Regions from separate parts of the Mus musculus genome. Here region 1 is linked to region 2. The links are chromatin contacts, called in public HiChIP or PLAC-seq maps. All regions are on one chromosome and are shown on one strand. The core of a region is the stretch at or near the end of the contact, and the rest is flanking DNA. Distances in the headings are between cores, read along the strand shown.

What was found. HiChIP or PLAC-seq counts read pairs in DNA pulled down with a chosen protein or histone mark.
Region 1: a contact with region 2 is called in an HNF4G HiChIP or PLAC-seq map of pancreatic cancer cells. The contact joins the promoter of Dpf1 here to the enhancer-like site in region 2. A contact is called at or near these places in 7 of 39 promoter capture datasets (the 3T3-L1 cell line, cranial neural crest, frontonasal cranial neural crest and 4 more), 5 of 484 Hi-C or Micro-C datasets (B cells, cortical neurons, embryonic limb bud and 2 more), 2 of 115 datasets of contacts at active chromatin or transcription factors (epiblast stem cells and pancreatic cancer cells) and 2 of 9 other capture datasets (macrophages and pancreatic islet).

The regions. Positions count from the first base shown.
Region 1 is chr7:29,306,461-29,312,165 of GRCm38.p6, forward strand. Dpf1 (D4, zinc and double PHD fingers family 1) reads left to right here and starts at 1,541. Exons shown (of 12, transcript NM_001368371.1): 1 at 1,541-1,638; 2 at 2,951-3,111; 3 at 3,185-3,292; 4 at 4,805-4,932; 5 at 5,147-5,236. The coding sequence starts at 1,610.
Region 2 is chr7:28,951,709-28,957,187 of GRCm38.p6, forward strand. The region is part of intron 1 of Actn4 (actinin alpha 4); the gene reads right to left. Gm51446 (a long non-coding RNA gene) reads left to right here. Exons shown (of 2, transcript XR_003946620.1): 2 at 1-2,362. Among named protein-coding and RNA genes, the nearest start is that of Actn4, 7.9 kb to the right of the region's middle. Within about 2 kb of position 1,948, at least 121 of the 459 cell types and tissues checked have an H3K27ac peak or open chromatin away from gene starts, as enhancers often do. A contact at or near this core is called in cortical neurons, hematopoietic stem and progenitor cells and pancreatic cancer cells, where this site is marked.

The DNA.
Region 1 (5,705 bases), core at 291-2,790, 350 kb after region 2:
GAGCTGCGAAATCAAGTTGGTGTGCTGGGAATCTGGAGGGTGGCAGAGGATTGTGACAAGGACCCTCTGAGCTCAATACTGGGTCTGGAGACTGGACGTATCATGGCATGGTCTGGAGATGATACTATGTGAGGGGTACCCACACCCCTTATTTATTCCTGGGCAGGACGTAAATCAGACACCCTGCAGTGCCGGGGGACGCCTGAGATGGGTGGGTGGGTGGGTGGATGGGGACATTTGTGGAAGGGAGCTATAGCAGTCTAGAGGTGTATTGTGTGTGTGAAGTGCGGGAAACCTTGAGACTTATGATGGGTGGACCGCCCCCTGCTGGACAAGAATTTTTTTTGTATTAACACTTGATATGCTAATTTATGCTGCCACTCTAATCAGAATGCTAAGTTATTCCCCAGAGGTGGGGCTGAGTGTGAGTCGTGTGTGTGTGTGTGTGTGTGTGTGTGTGTGTGTGTGATATTCAGTAGGTCAGCTCATTCTCTGGGGATCTCTTAGGGTAGAGTGTGGGAGAGAAAAGGAGGCAAGGAGGATCCTGTAGGGACGTGTGCAGGCACACGAATTCTATATCCAGACAGCAGCCAGGGGCTGAGAACAGGTAAGGTTTCCTCCCAGGATCTCAAAGCCCTTCTCTAGAAAATGAGGATAGTCCGGTTTAACCTGGAGAGAGCTGTGTTAAGCACATAGTGAGTGTTAAGTATTCACTCAACAAATATTTGTTGAACACCTGCTAAGGCAGGCTATTTATTCTTCCTAATAACAGTGCAACCACTTTATGCCTTGGTACATATCAGATCCTCTTTGTAGATATCTTCTCGGTGGAATAAATGAATTTATAGGTATCTGCCAGGTACTAATTCCAGCACTTGCCTGGTATGGCGTCACACACTAATTTCAGCACTTGGAGAGACAGGAAAAATGGCCAGTTTGGGCTGAACAGCAAGATGCTGTCCCTAAAACAGTCACTTACCCTGTTGCTATTGTAATCTTCAGTCCGTTGAGACAGGCCCAGAACGCTTAGCTTAAGTCATGCGCACCAAGTCCCACAAGCGAGGATTTGAGGCCAGGAAGAAGGAAGGCAGTTCTGTAGTCCTTCGTAGGAGTGGACTGGGGTGGCCGCGAGAGTCATCTCTCAGTCACGATGGGTTCTCTACAGCTTGGAGTGCTAGGTGGCGTTTGGCGTGCTGGTGACACAGCTGGGTGGGCACCTGCGAGGTCCCCGCGCGCCTGTGGCCGGTTGTGCGTGAAGGTGGGGTGAATGGAAGTCTGCGAGTGTAGTGTGACTATGTGTAAGCTGCCATGTGCGCGTGTGTGCGTGCATGCGTCTGTGCACGTGGGGCTGGAAGTGCGTGTGAGTGAGCGTGTGTGAACGACTGCGAGATCCTCCATCCCTCCCCCACCCCACCCCCTGGGTCGGAGGACCCGCTAGGGACTACCACTCCCGGCATGGCCTGGGCGGCCCGCCCTGCCATCCTGATTGGCTGAGATCCTCGTGCTCCCGCCCCCTGGGAATGAATGGATGGGCGGCCTCAGCGCCCGCCCGACCGCTGGGAGGACCGACCCGGCAGGGACCTGCTGGGGGCAGGACCCGGGGAGCAAGATGGCCACGGTCATCCCCAGCCCCCTGAGGTGGTGCGGGTGGGCGCGAGGCGGGGGAGTCGGCGCGGGCGGGTCTGTGCGGCCGCGCGCGCGCGTGTGTATGTGTGTGGCCGCTGGGGGTGGGGCTGGTGGGGTGTCAGGGGGCTGTCACCGCGTGCGGGGGTGCGAGTGTATGTGACTGAGGGTGTTTAGCAAGAATGATGTCCGACGCGTTGCTCCAGGACTGGGAGAGGGCGTGGGGGAGGGGTCTCCAAGGATTTTTAGGGGAAAGGGGTCATGTCCCCTCCCAGGGATGCCAGGGTTTGAGAGAGGGTACATGGTCTAGGGAAGCTGGGGCCTGGGTACACTCGAATCCACGCTACCTTTGTCTTGGGGTGTGGAGTGTGTTGAGCGACTTATACATTGCTTTTTGCTTTGTAGCTGAATGTGTGGGTATGTATAGGGTTTCTTTTATTCTGCACTACCTATCTGAGTATTTGGGTCTCGAAGTGTGTGCACATGTCTGGCGAATCTGCACCATTTATGTTCTGTGTCTTTGGATATGGACGTGTGAGGATAGGTCTAAATTTTTGTGTGAACATGAGCAGACCTGACTGCCCCTCTGTTTCCAAGGCGTGTACCTGTGTATTTGGGGATGCATTTTAAATTTGGGGTTTCTGTGTATGTGTACCCTTGAAAATCTCAGTGATGTCTTTGTATTGTGTGTTTGGCTGGAGTGTCTTTGGATGGATATGTAAGCGCATATGTAAATGTTTATAGGGTCCCTATCTTTTGACATTGTGTGACTGTTGGGATGAGTGTTGTGTGGTGTGTTTCCATGTTGTGGGTCTTTGTGGATAAGCTGTCTCTGGAACCATCTGGGTCTCTGGATACATGACATTCATAGGTAGTTCTATGGCTTTTTTTGATTTGGATTATTTGTGTTCTGCAAGAGATGTGTGTCTGTGTGACAGAGAGAATTTGTTTGCTACTCCTTTGTGAAGATTGGGATACGTTTCTCTTTGTGTGTGAATCCCGTGTGGCCATGTGCGATTTGTTTGTATTGGGTGTTTGGCTACGTTCATGTGTGGATGGGTCCCGGTATGTTTTGGTTTGTTTTTATATTGTCTGTGAACACTTCTTAACCCGAGACATAATCAAGTTTTAGGTAGCTGCTTCCCTGCCAGCACCCTGCCCCGCCCCCGGATCCAGAGGGGTGGGAGAAGATGGGGGAGGTGAAGGTGGACCTGGCCGGCTTGCCCTTTGCGGAGCAGTGGGAACGGGCAGCCGCGGGAGGGTGCTGGGCCTCCCTGCACTAGCCCTTGCTGACAGCCGCCCGCCCGCTGCTCGCCCGCCCCCACAGCCTTGGCGAGGACTTCTACCGGGAGGCCATCGAGCACTGTCGCAGCTACAACGCGCGCCTGTGTGCCGAGCGCAGCCTGCGCCTGCCTTTCCTCGACTCGCAGACCGGAGTGGCCCAGAACAACTGCTACATCTGGATGGAGAAGACCCACCGCGGGCCTGGTACTCGCCGCGAGGCTGGGGTGGGGCGGGGCCTGAGTCCGGGGACCTCACTTTCACAGCCTCTCTCCTCCAGGTTTGGCCCCGGGACAGATCTACACTTACCCCGCCCGCTGTTGGAGGAAGAAACGGAGACTCAACATCCTGGAGGACCCCAGGCTCCGGCCCTGCGAGTACAAGATCGGTGGGTGGAGCTGTGTCCCCTGCGCCTGCTGTGGCCCCAATCAAGGCCTTCAGCCCTCCCTGCTCCCCGGCTGAACTTCGTCTTTATTATCCTGAGTGTCCCTCCAGCAGACTATCTGTCCCCGGATGTCTTGAGTTACTTTCTTTGAGTGACTGAGTTGCCAGCTGTACCTGCTATGTGGGTCATGGCAAGCAGGTGTTTGGAGGACATGGTGTCATCTATGTCTAGATGTATCAAGGCTGATTGCATGTGCTTCCCAGGGAGCTGGGATACACCTGTGTCTGACTGTGTTTCTTTCTGTGGGTGCTGAGGGCTGTCTCACTGTGTATTTGTAAGAGTTAGCAACAGTTCTCCAGCTGTGGGTTGAGACCATGCACAACATATTTACATTTATGATGTATAACTATAAAAAAATTACAGTTATGAAGTAGCAACGAAATAATTTTCTGGCTGGGGGGGTCAACACAACATGAGGAACTATATTAAATTTAGGGTCACACTTTTAGGAAGGTTGAGAGCCACTCAGGGCGTCTACTTGTGACTTGTTTGTTGCTGAGTGCTTTAGGGTGCCTGTTTCTTTCTAGGTGTTTCCAAGAGAGAAAATGTGTGGGAAAATGTGTGTGTGTGTGGGGGGGGGGTAGGTCCGTGTCTGTCTATCTCTTTTGGGTGCATATCTGATTCCATCAGGGCATCCTGTTGGGGTACCATCTGTGACAGCCTTTCTGTGTTAGGTGTTTCTTCTGGAGTTTTCCAATGTGTTCAGGATAGGCAGACATTGGTTTCATCTCTTCCTCTGTCCAAATGTGTGTGTGTGTGAAGGTCTCCTTGTATCAAGGGTGCTGGAGAGCTGGCCGGCTGTGTTTTTCCCTGTATGTCAGACTGGGTTTCTCTGTGTAAGCATGTGGACACATTTGAGTGCTTCTCCTCGGGGTTGTCTGTGAGTGTCCAGGTGTACCATAGGGCGTACCTTTGTCTTCCTAATTAATGAAGGTCTAGATTTCTCTGTGGCTCTGGCTATTTCTTTCTGAGTATCTCTGTATCCAAGGGCTTAATCCTATCTCTTCTGTGTGTCCAGCTGTGTTCAAAGGTCAGCTGTGTTCCCTGTGTGGCCGGACATCTCTCTGCATGTCCTGCCTATGTGTCTGTGTGTATCCTATTCAAATGTCTATCTAACTTTCTTTGGGTATATCTGAGGGTCTAGTTGCCTTTCTACTATGCATGCAGGTATTTATGAGGGTCCATAGTGTTCCTAAGGGTTGCCAGTGTATTGGAGTCTGGTTCTGTCTTCTTTATCTAGTAGAGCTGAGGGTGTGGCTGTGCCTTCCCAGTGTATGGATATTCTTTCCAGGGCTTGAGTCGAATCCTTCTGTCCATTGTTGGCTGTGTGTGGGACAGTGTGGGAGAGCCTGTCCCTGTCGAAAGGACCATGCCCCCACCCCCACCCCCTGCAACCCGGGCACTTTGGCCACAGCCTCTTCAACTGATACCACTTTCCCTGTGGCCCGTCCCCAGATTGTGAGGCACCTCTGAAGAAGGAGGGTGGCCTCCCGGAAGGGCCAGTCCTCGAGGCTCTGCTGTGTGCTGAGACTGGAGAGAAGAAAGTGGAGCTGAAGGAGGAGGAGACCATCATGGACTGTCAGGTAAGGAGCCCCTCCCCGGCTGCAGATGCTCTCACCACTATGCCTTCCTGCTCTGAGATGCCCGGCTCCTCAGGGCCTCTGGGTACCCTATGGCCCCGATCTCCCAGAACACCTCTGCTTGTAGAAGGGTCCCTGACCTGCTCCCCCACCCTACCTGCAGCACATCAGTGCCCCCACCTTCTTGACCCCCCAATCTCCCTTCTACTGGGCCCAGAAACAGCAGTTGCTGGAGTTTCCGCATGATCTCGAGGTAGAAGACTTGGAGGAAGACATTCCCAGGAGGAAGAACAGGGCAAGAGGAAAGGTACCTTCCAGCAGCTTCCCTCCCGCCTCCTCCCCAGAGCCACGTAAAGGAGTAGAGGGCTTTGCACCCATTTTTATGGGTGAGGAAATGGAAACTCAGTGGATTATAAACTTTTTCGAAAATGGAGCTTGTGGATCAGAACTGTCTTGCAGAGCTGGGTGTGGTAGCCCACACTTGTAATCCCAGCACCTGGGAGGCTGAGGCAGGAGAATTGCTACAAGTTTGAGACAAGTGAATTCCAGGCTATTCTGAACTAAATAAAGAGATCGTGTGCAAAAAGAGATTAAAAAAAAAAAATCCTAAACCAAACCAGCTACCCAGACAACAACATCAGCAACACACACAAACACACACACGCACCATGCACACACATACAAACACACTCACATAAACACACACACTTACAAATACACACACATACAAACATGTACACACACATACAAATACATGTGTACAAATATACACTCCA
Region 2 (5,479 bases), core at 698-3,197:
TCCTGGGCAGCAAGCACTTTGCTCACTGAACCATATCCCCAGGCCCCTAGCTTCCTTATGTACATGTGTGGTGTCCCTGTCCCCACCAACCTCCAAGGCAACTGAGAACATATAGAATGAGATGGAAGAAGGCCTGCATCTTTTTAGTCCTCCAACTTCCTTAGTTTAGTGGTCACACACCAATCCCAAAACAGTCCCCAGAGGCCCTGAACTCTTGACAAAACTGAACCCACTAGAGCCTGAACTGCCACTCCTCAGAAATCTCATTTTCCAACTATGCTTGGAATGTTTGATAGGAACAGAAATTTATTTTTAGGCAAGAAAAGTTGTCTCCTAAGCTAACCCTACAGTCTTAGTGCTAGCAGGCCGTATTTGGCAAGGGTTGGCTTGGGCTTGTTTATCAAAAGGCCCAGAATTTTCTTAAGTCTACGGTAGCTGCTCAGGGAATACAGTGGCCTGTGGGTTTTCTATCCCACTGAGTCTTGTGGTACTCCTGTGTTGCAGTAGAATCCAACTGACCATTCCACATCTTCCCCAGCTTGGGGCCAAGATTCATTAACCAGGCATCCAGAAAGTGTTCAGAGTTATCAGTGTACTGGATTTTCTTCCCTCAGTTGACCCCATCACTGGGTTATAAAAGCTGGGCATGATGGTCTATAATACCAGCTGAGACAGAAGGATGACAAGTTTTAGAGGCCAGGCTTGACTATGTGGTACCTGGCCAGTCAGGGTTTTGTACTAGCGGCTTCCTCAAAGTGAGGAGAGGTTGGCATGCTAGGGATGTGGCACAGGGGCCGTCTGCAGAACAACCAAAGGCCCTGGACCTAATTTCTAATATCAAAAAAAAAGTTTTAAGAAGTGGCCAAGGCAGGTGAGTGTGTTGGGGGTTGGGTATGTGCCCACACACCTTTAATCCCAAACACTTGGAAAGTATGGCCACAGACAGATCTGAGCTCTGCGTCAGCCTGATCCACATAATGAGTTCCAAGTTAGTTAGTACTACACAGTAAGACCCTGTCTGAAAAGGGGGGGGGGGTGGTGACTAAGAAGTCCCTCCACTCACTGGTGTGTCTATTTCCTGACCACCCCACCAAGAACCATAGGAATGGGTGACTAAAGCCAACATCTCTGAAAAAGACATCTTGATACAGGCCGTTCTGTTTTACAGAAAGTCAAATCTACCACAGTCTTGGCAGCACAGCTCAAATGATCCAAAAAAAAAAAAAAAAAAAAAGTAACTGCCTCACAACCCCAGCGATGTTTACCGTCTGGATACCTTCCAGGACTTGAAAATCTGAATCATGACTGCTTCACAGACAGCCTGCAAGAAGGGCCAATTCATCAGACTGCCCTTGAACCAGCCTGGCAAGTCACTGCTTCCAGACATTTTGAATTTTGAAACTGGGTTTACTTCATAGGCCCAAACTAGAAGATTATGTTAAGTCTTAAAGTTAAAAAAAGAAAGGACAAAAAGAACAAAGAAACCCCAGCCTTTCCCAAAGCAAGCCATGTCGGCACCAGCCAGGGCCACACTTCTCACAAGGATTTTAGTTTCATCAGGAATTTAATGAGCCATGTATCTTAAAGGAAAGGTTGGGGGTGTTCTCAGAGCTGGAAAGATGTGGATTTTTAAAAAGTTTTTATTTTTTAATAGTGCTCTTTATTTGCTCTTGGGGTCTGATGAGAACTTTAGAATTTTAAATTTGTGTTTGTAAAAAACAGGCAAAAGATGAAGACACACATGGAGTGGGGGGGGGGGGTGTTTAGTAGCTCAGGGGTAAAGCTGTTCCTTAACACATGTGAGGTCCTGGGTTTGACCCCCAGCACTGAGACAATAAAAGGCCACATAGCTGAAATTCCAACTCTAAAAGCCTAGAGAAAAAGACCCTAGAGTGGCTACAAAGGCACCAGCTGCTGTGCATATCCCTTATCAATAAAGTAGGCTGGCCCAACTTCTCTTCTTGTCAGGGAACACAGCCACTCATACCCTTCTGGGCATGGCCACTGTGCAAGACATGTGGGCATTTTCCTGTAAGACCACCTGGCAGCAGCTTTTCTGCCCAGGGGCCCCTGGATTGGGTGCAGCACTCCCCTAAATAGTAAGCAGACTGTGTTTCCATGGTGAGAGCAATTAAATACCTTCTATTCACGCCAGAGTTAGTCAGACAAGAGTGCTAATGTGCTAATCTAATCTACACACACACACACACACACAGAGAGAGAGACAGAGAGAGAGAGAGAGAGAGACAGAGACAGAGAGACAGAGAGACAGACAGAGGCAAAGAGAGGCAGAGAGACAGCACCAGTGTCCTGATGCTGCTGACTGAAGCCAGTTTCCAGGACTGGCTTTGTTTGGCCTTTAGTGATCAAAGGCCTGTCATTCGGATACCTGAACAGAAGACCCACAACTCCTCTTCCTGCCTGAGATACTCCCTCAAGCAACCCTGTCAGGTCATCCTTTTGTCCTTCCCCACCCCCTGGATGCTGAATCATTTGCAAGCTTCCTTCCATAAGGCAGTTTAACCTCAAATTGGCTTCCTCTACTATAGTGGGGAGTCAGGGACATAGCATTTCACTTGTTGCTGTACCTCACTCTGGAGTGCTGTTAGAGACATTCTTAAAACTGCACTTAAAACTAGAGATAGCTCAGTGGTTAAGAGCACTGACTGCTCTTCCAAAAGTTCTGAGTTCAATTCCCAGCAACCACATATTGGCTCACAACCATCTGTAATGGGATCTGATGCCCTCTTCTGGTGTATCTGAAGACAGCTACAGTGTACTCACATATATAAATAAATCTTAAAAAAAAAAAAAAAAAAAAAAGAGTCGGGCATAGTGGCGCCCACCTTTAATCCCAGCACTTGTGAGGCAGAGGCAGGTGGATTTCCGAGTTCAAGGCCAGCCTGGTCTACAGAGTGAGTTCCAGGACATCCAAGACTACACAGAGAAACCCTGTCTCGAAAGACAAAAAACAACAACAACAAAAAAAAAAAACAAACCTGCACTCTATAGAGAAACTCTGCTCTGTGTGTATGTGGGGCTTGGGAGAAGAGGTAAGACAGGCTGCTTACACTCCACCCACTATCAGAAAACCCACTGGACAGCCAGTGACACACATCACTCAGCCCCACACCTTTGAGGGAAAATTTTGAAAAAGGATAAAACAAACCACAATGTCGCCTTTCTTTCTGTCTGCAGCAGACACAAATGCTATTGTGCTACTGGTATTCCAGCACCCCACTCAGTCATTGCAACACCATCACAAGGATATTTCCCAAGATGTTCCTCAGGGCAGTAACAGCCACTTCCAGCTACTACTTCCCTATGTCCATGCTTCCACTACAAGACAAAGAATCTGTTCTGCTCCGATATTTAGAAGAAAAACATTTTGGTAAGTCAGTCGTAACTCCACAGGAGAGCACCAGTTTTCCTTTTAGACAGGAAAGCCGGATATTTTATTCATGGCAGTGCCCAGGCTTCCAGCATGTAAGTCTAAGAAAACTGAGCCTTGGAGAGAATCTATGTGTGGAGCAAGTGAAAGTGCACACTTTTATATTTACAATATAGTCTGGAGTGGTACTGTGGACCTGTAATCCTAGCACTCAGAAAGCAAATGCAGGAGTTTGAAGCCCTCCTGGTTTAAATCAGAGCCTATCCCATAAAAGAGAAACAGAAAACAAAAATGGGAGGGGGGCTGAGCAAGGATGAATCAAGTATCATCCAATCCTGAGCAAATCTCGTGGGACATTCAAGGGACTGAGTACCCCCTGGGTGAGTCACTGCTCTGCCCACTTCCGGACATGTTCCTAGGGTCAGATGAGTGTGGCAGGCACTAGGGATGTTCCTCCACAGACCCTCTGTAGAGCCACAAAAAGGATTTGTCCCTTCAAGTCAGTCACCAGTTAACCTGGTGATTTCAGAAGTATCTTGCCACATGGGTCTTCAATCCCCACCAGTATGCACCACCCCTCTGAACAAAGGAAGCTGGCCTTAGGCCAGCCAGCGCCTTTGGCAGGAATAGGACCCCACTGGAACTTGACATTCTTTCGTTCTCCATGGATTTATTTTTACAGTTTCCTTTTATGTATAGCCAGGGAAACCAAATCTGTCAAACACCATACAGATCTCCCCTTTTTAAAAAAAGGCTTTTAGTGTCAGGCATGGTGGTGCACGCCTTTAATCCCAGGACTCAGAAGGCAGAGGCAGGTGGATCTCTGTGAATTCCTGCCCATCTGGGGCTGCAGTTAGACCCTGTCTCAAAAAAATTAGAAGTGTTCTGTGTAGCCCAGGCTGGCTTAAGCTCAGCAGCAGCTGAGGATGATTTCCACCATTCTCCCTCTGCCTCCACCTCCCAAGTACTGGGACTGCAGTCCTGCAGTTTTCAATTTGTTTTTTTAAACCTAAAAATCTTCAAGTCGACTTAAAGATATTTATTAAGTATATAAGGTAAACATGAGTATGAAAGAGTTTAGGAGACTGAGTTAAATGCAGAGCCTATCTGGGTCAGTTTCTTCATACACACAGGCATGTTACCTAACCATTGGTTGGGGGTGGGCGGTTGGGAGAGGTCATTGCAAGAATAAAGGAGCAAGTACAACAGGCAAACACCAAGTCCCAGGAAGATCAGCCCACAGCTTTTCAGGTAACATTTCAATACATCATAGCTAAGAAAATGGCCACTAGCCTCCCCAGTAACTGTGGCTCAAACTAGCTCCTGAGGACTTTCTGTGGGCAATCTACTATGTACAAGAGAGAAGGATGTGGGGAGGAAAAAACCACAACCAAAAGAAGCATAGCATCAAGATAAATGTTTCAGAGACTTTATAGTCCAGGCAGACTGCTCCTGGACTAAAATCCCCAAGCACTCAGGTTTGTTCATCTATACAGAGATGCTGCTTTCTGCCAGACGGCCCATCCCTGTCAGATGGTTTGGGCCACCTCATCTTTAAAAAGAGGTTACAACTGAAAATAGTTGTTTCTCTTTAATTCAATGACATTAGACTCCAGATATCTGGGCAACAGACTAAAATGTTACTCATGAATCTTCTTAAGGTGTTAAGAACTGTTCTGCCACTTTCAGATACTCTGTAACAAATCCTGACACCTACATTGTAACTACGCTCCCTTGTAACTGGTCTTTGATGTTTTAACCTAACTAAAAGGACTCTAATCTTGAGCTCTCAAACTACCCAGTATAAAGGCTTCTTTCACTGGTCCAGGAAAGATGTTTTTTGTATCTGCTTTCATCTCCCTTTTAATAGGTCAGAGTCTCAGTTACCTTGGCCATTGAACTGCCAACTTGCTATATCACTAGCCTCTTATTTCCATGAGAAAAGGAGAGGGAAAAATTGTTAACAAAGTAACATGAGTGTTTTTGTTATTCTGTAAAACTAAACACACAAATAAAGGCAACAGAAGGAAACTGAAGGAAGGGAGCTGAATGCTGAGAACAGAGACATAAAGAGCAAAGGAAATAAGG